2 separate regions of the Rattus norvegicus genome follow, and region 2 is linked to region 1. The links are chromatin contacts, called in public Hi-C maps. All regions are on one chromosome and are shown on one strand. The core of a region is the stretch at or near the end of the contact, and the rest is flanking DNA. Distances in the headings are between cores, read along the strand shown.

Region 1 (2,796 bases), core at 81-2,580:
GGGGCGCGGGGAATACCCGCGGATCCCAACCAGGAATGTGAGGATTCCCTCTGGTTTTCCCCAAGTCAACGAATCGGTCACATCCCTGCCCCAGTTTTGCCTCTCCTCAGTGCGCTAGTCCAACACCAAGTCCTAATACCGCGGAGGGTTAGGCTTAAATTTTACTATGATCACTATTTTTAAAGCCCAATGGCAACTTCTTAAAAGGATCAGGGACCGGTTGCAATCGCCGCCGGGGATTGGCGGGCGGGACGCACCCCCGAGTTGGTCTCAGGCTGTCAGAAATGCACCAAGCCGAAATTTAAATGCCCTCCCAAAGACTGGGAAGTCAGAGGCTACGGAGCCTTCTCGCTTTTTGCGGAGAACACGCAAAAGGTAATCCCTTTCCCAAAGACCTCAGGATACGAAGGGCTTCCTTTGGCCACCGCGAAGAGACCTCCGGCTTTGACACCCCCCCCCCCAAAGGACATAAATATCAATTAATGTAGCACAGCAAGAATGTCCAACCGGCCCGGGTCAGCGTCAGCCCACGGTAACCTCTGGAAGACAGTTTCAAAATGCACCCCGGTTTTTTCCTTCCCCTTTCCTGTCATCTTGACAAGTCGTTCTACCCCGACTCAGATCCACCTCAACTCCGCCCCGGCCTACCCCAACTACTCTGAGTAAAGTGTCAAAAGCACAGAAATTGAATAAAGACTGTTCTAACCGGTCGCTACACTCAGGACGTAGAGAAAACAGTAGAAGACCAACAGATCTGTGCTTACCGGGTTTTCCACCTCCCAAAGGAAATTCAGGCTTCAAATAACGCGAGGAGCTCTTTTCAGGGGAGCCGATCGCGGGCAGAGGCAGAGAACACTGTCCCCAAATAGACAAAAATTCCCTCCCCTGCGCCTGGGGAGTCCTGTCCTGGCTCGCAGATTGTAAGTTCCAGTGAGAAGTGTCTGCCCGTTGCAATGGGCAAAGTTTCCCAGAGGCGGCGAGGGTTGCGACCGCTGATGTTGGGTCAGCGGGAGGATTGGGTCGAGGAGGCAGCAAGCCTGGAGGCAAAGCCCTTCTCACTCCAGAGCTGCCTTCCTAGGAAGCCCGGAGTGGGGCTCTGCACACTGGGCTCTTCCAACCCGCCCGCTCACTCCCTCTGTCTCTCGCTGGAATTACTACAGCGAGTCAGAAAAAAAACGCCCGAAAAGCTTCTTTTATACTGCGACTCCGGATCCCTCCCCTCGCTTCTTTTTCCCGCCAAGCCTCGGCGAAGCCCTGCCCTTTTGGAGGCAGGAGGCGAGCGGAGTGGGCGCGGCGGAGGCGGCAGCGGAGAGCAGCGCAGCCCGGGGGTCCTTAGCCGTGCAGACCCCCGGATTATAAAGGGCGGGTGGGCGGGGATTAGCCAGAGAATCTCTTTCTCCCTCCCCTCCCGACCTCTATTTTTTTCCTCCTCTCGCTCCCCCGCCCTCTGCTTTGGGAACTCGGGAGGGGCACTAGTGGGGAGCCGGGGAAAGAGGAGGAGCCTCAGTCCCGCAGCCCAGTACTCCGACTCGGGGTGTAAACAGTAATAGCGCAGCATGAATTAACTGCGCGCCCGACCATTTTCTCCTGCTCGCGCGTCGGTCCTTTCCCTTTCTGTACAGTTGTTCGGGCGCAGCGCTCGGCTGAACTGTGTTCTTGTCCTGCGTGTATTAGTCACCGCAGGTGGAACAGCTGCCTCGCTCCACACAATACGCCGTGTACCCTGAGCCGCGTCACGCACGTCTCGGGCGGCCAGTCGTCTCTCTAAGGTCGGGGAAACAGAATTTAAAAAGGGAAGGACGAAAAAAAAAAAAAGAGTTATGTAGGAGCCCTTGCTCAGTGTGGAGTGATAGTTGAAGACCTACGACAGATGAGGTCTGAGCAGAAAAACGATGCCTGGAATCATTAAAATTGCTCAGCAACTCAATGCCACGTATACTTGGAGAGCCACTTAGGAATAAACAGCCACTGCATCTCTCGGGGAGGGCAGTGTGTATTTTGCGTTTGGGCGTACAGCTATGTTGACTGGGCACATTCTTTACAGAATGAATCCCCCAATTTGCTGCCAGAAAGGCCCTCCACTCCAACACCTCCCGTTCGGACCTTCCACCAGGCGGGGTGGGGTGGAGGCGGCTCCTTGCCCCGTAGGTCTTTCTGCGCGTTCCAGAGCTGGAGTAGAGTAGGACTGCGGCGGTGGGCGCGCTCTACCCGGATCCTCCCGGTCGAGTCTCTGCCAGTCTACACCCCATGCACCTCCACTCAGAGTTCCAGTTCCACAGCCAGTTTTCACTAAAGGCAAATCCTCTTTGCCCCTGTGGAGCCAGTTTGCACCAGACTCCGGCTTAGAGGTTGGGGGTGGGGGGGGGCGGGAATCAAGGCGCTAGACGCGAGAATATGCCATGGATTGGGGGTTGGGGGAAACCCGGACTTCCCAGAAAGGGGGAGGAGTAGAATTGCCAACCCAGATCTGGGGAGCCTGCGGAGACCCTAGAATAAAGGAAACCGTTAACCCCTTCCTCTCAGGACAAACCCCAAACTTTCCCCTTTTATTACTGGAATCGTAATTATGCACTTAAAAAAAGGTCGGCCCGGGTCAGATCAAAGTAACGTTGTGTCTTTGCCTTCGTATGTGTGTGTTAAACTAATTAAAAGCCGACTCTAATTTTTACACTAATTTCCCAATTTACTTTTTCCTCAATACCATGCCGTGCATTTTGTAGAGTCCCCAAAGGTATACACACTTAATATATACACGATAACCTAGTTTATTAACCAACGTGAAACATGAATCTTTTG
Region 2 (2,700 bases), core at 109-2,608, 110 kb before region 1:
CACAATGCTTGCCTTCAAAGCCCATCCATACCCAAAGCTGTTTCCAGCTCACTCATCACCTTCTATAGAAGGGAACAATGCCCTCCTAGTCATCTTTCTAGTCATGAGCTTCCAGATGAATTCAAGGGACGACTCTTTACCAACTTGCCCCTACAGATCTTTGAGGTCTAGCCCATCTGGCCCCAGTGCAGAAGCAGTGGCTAAAGACTGGACCACTTCCACAAGTGGCTGGCATCAGCACTAACACATGGGTCATCAGTCTTACCTAGGAAGCCATAAAAGAGACTAAGTCCCAAAGGATGGGTCAGGCTTGAGAACTAACTACCACTAGCCCACAGAGGTGACTCCACCAAAGCCACATAAGCAGAGGAAAATTTCCAGAGCCCAAACCTTAGCAGCATCTCCTGTGCTCGCACAACTATACAACCAAACATCGTTCCACTCAGGGTCAGCTAGGGCTCTCTGTCCAGTGTGAACCAGAAAGATACAGAAACCCTAAAAAGTCCTCACTGCCAAGCTCCCTGCCCACAACAGTTGAATGCCCTCCTCTACCAGAGGCAAGCATTGGACTCAGCATGCAGGCTGGCCCCACAGAGAGCCCAGGCCTTCTAAAGACATTTGTATTTCACCTTGGTAGTTGGTTTCCTGTACTACAGGTGCCTTAAGAGGGAGACTCCCGCAACCAGACATGGGGGCTGGAGGTGGGATGCTAAACCGAGTCAGGCAGGTCTGCGCATCAAATTCTAGATGTTCTGACTTCTGCTTCTCGATCTGCCTCTGAACTGGTATCATCTCCTACTAGACCCCACTTCTTCAAACACCAAATTGGTATAAGGACATAAGGACAATGCAATTAATATAAAAAAAAATTATTGCACCTGTTCCCTCAAAAAAAAAAAAAAAAAAAAAAGACTGAATTCTCAAGGGAGCTTCAGGATGCTCCCAAACTACAGCAGATACAAGAAAGTTGGCTGATCTTCCTGGGACCCGCCCAGGGCCCAGGAATCTGCCCTACTTCACTCCTGCCCCAGCTTGCTTAATCACCTCCCTGGCTCCCTGCCTGTCACCCAGCTGCTAACTTGAAATGAACTTTTGGATTCTGAATCGTAGCTGGCAGTCTGACGTGAAGGTGCGTATTCCCTAGCCCACATGCAGAGGCCTGGAAAGGAATCAGGATAAAAGAGTCCTTAAGGGGGGCAGAGAGCATCAAATGCCAGTGTGGATTGCCTTTAAATGCCCCAAGAATCAGGAAAGCCTATCTGGGTTCCACAAAGGGCTCACTGTTGAGTACAGAGCTGTAGTGTGTGTGACTCATAGCATGATTCAGCAGCCCACTAGAAGGGCATGCAGAAAACCTCTTGAGTCACTTCTAGAGGCAGGGGGTCCTGTGCCAAGCTACCGACAAAACTCAGGCTAAAGGAATGCCCTCCTCTGCCTGCCTTGCCCTCTGCCTGCGATTCAGACACCTGGCATCCCAGCAAGGGCACGTGATAGCCCTGTCATTCGGCCAGGGCAAATAGGCAGGGGCAACAAGAGTCCCATTTCCCGGCTGGGATGAGATCACTGTCGAGGGGGGAGAAAGGAAGCAGGATCCAGGACCCGGGAAGGGGTGGGGATGGCCAGGAAGTCAGCAAGCTTCCCTGCTAGGGCTGCAGCAAGCTGGCTTCTAGAACTGGGGGAGAGGAGCCAGGAATAGAACAGGGAACAAAGGGGCAAAATAGAGCCTGGGCCCAAGGGCACAATGGAACCCCCAGTGTAAATCATGCTGAATGACGTCCAGGCTCAGAGAGTATCTTGCCCCGCCTCCACCCCCAACCTCCCACCTTCCCCTCCCTCTTTATTCATCTTTATTTATTAAAACTCAACTTTGGTCACTTACCCCAGCAAAAACACCCCTACAGAAAGCTTCTGTCACAACCAGCTTGAGTCAAAATGACATTGATATATATATATATATATATTGTGGAGACCTTTCTTCAGTCAGCTGGCCACTCCAAACAGAATCCCTCTATTCTATCCCTTCTTTATGGGATCGCTGCAGCTCCTGCTGCTTCTCTTCCATACAGGCTTCCAGGAGAAGCCTGAGAAATTTGCTTTCTTTCCCCGTAACATCTAGGTCAGCAAAGTCACAAGAGCATTGGCCATGCAAGCTGGACCTCTATATTAGAGGAAGGGAGGGCCAAGGCCCTCAAGGGATCACTATGAAAGAGCATCCCGATCATTCATTTAAGTCTGGGCATGGTGGTACATATCCTTGCTCCCAGTATTTGGGAGGCAGAGGCAAGGAGGATCTTTGAGTTAGAGGTTAGCCTGGTCTACATAGCAAACTCTAGGACAGCCAGGATGAAAGAAAGAGAAAGAGAGAGAGAGAGAGGAAGGGAAGAAGGAAGGAAGGAAGGAAGGAAGGGAGGGAGGGAAGAAGGAAGGAAAGAAGGGAGGGAAGGAGGGGGGAGGGGGGGAGGGAGGGAAGAAGGGAGGAAGGGAGGGAGGAAGGAAGGAAGGAAGGAAGGAAGGAAGGAAGGAAGGAAGGAAGGAAGGAAGGAAGCGGGGTTGGGGATTTAGCTCTGTGGTACAGCCCTTGCCTAGGAAGCGCAAGGCCCTGGGTTCAGTCCTCAGCTCCAGAAAAAAAAAAAAGAAAGAAAGAAAGAAAGATGGGCTGGAGAGATGGCTCAGTGGATAAGAGCACTGACTGCTCTTCCA

What was found. A called contact is a pair of places that touch in the nucleus more often than the background predicts.
Region 2: a contact with region 1 is called in a Hi-C map of liver, with 3 times the contacts expected there. The contact joins the enhancer-like site here to the promoter of Myc in region 1. A contact is called at or near these places in 4 of 12 Hi-C or Micro-C datasets (kidney, liver and mammary epithelial cells).

What each region holds. Positions count from the first base shown.
Region 1 is chr7:95,481,639-95,484,434 of GRCr8, reverse strand. It overlaps Myc (MYC proto-oncogene, bHLH transcription factor), which reads right to left and starts at 1,330. Exons shown (of 3, transcript NM_012603.2): 1 at 765-1,330. The coding sequence starts at 794.
Region 2 is chr7:95,591,874-95,594,573 of GRCr8, reverse strand. All of the region lies in intron 1 of Pvt1 (Pvt1 oncogene), which reads right to left. Among named protein-coding and RNA genes, the nearest start is that of Pvt1, 47 kb to the right of the region's middle. Within about 2 kb of position 1,358, at least 66 of the 93 cell types and tissues checked have an H3K27ac peak or open chromatin away from gene starts, as enhancers often do. A contact at or near this core is called in liver, where this site is marked.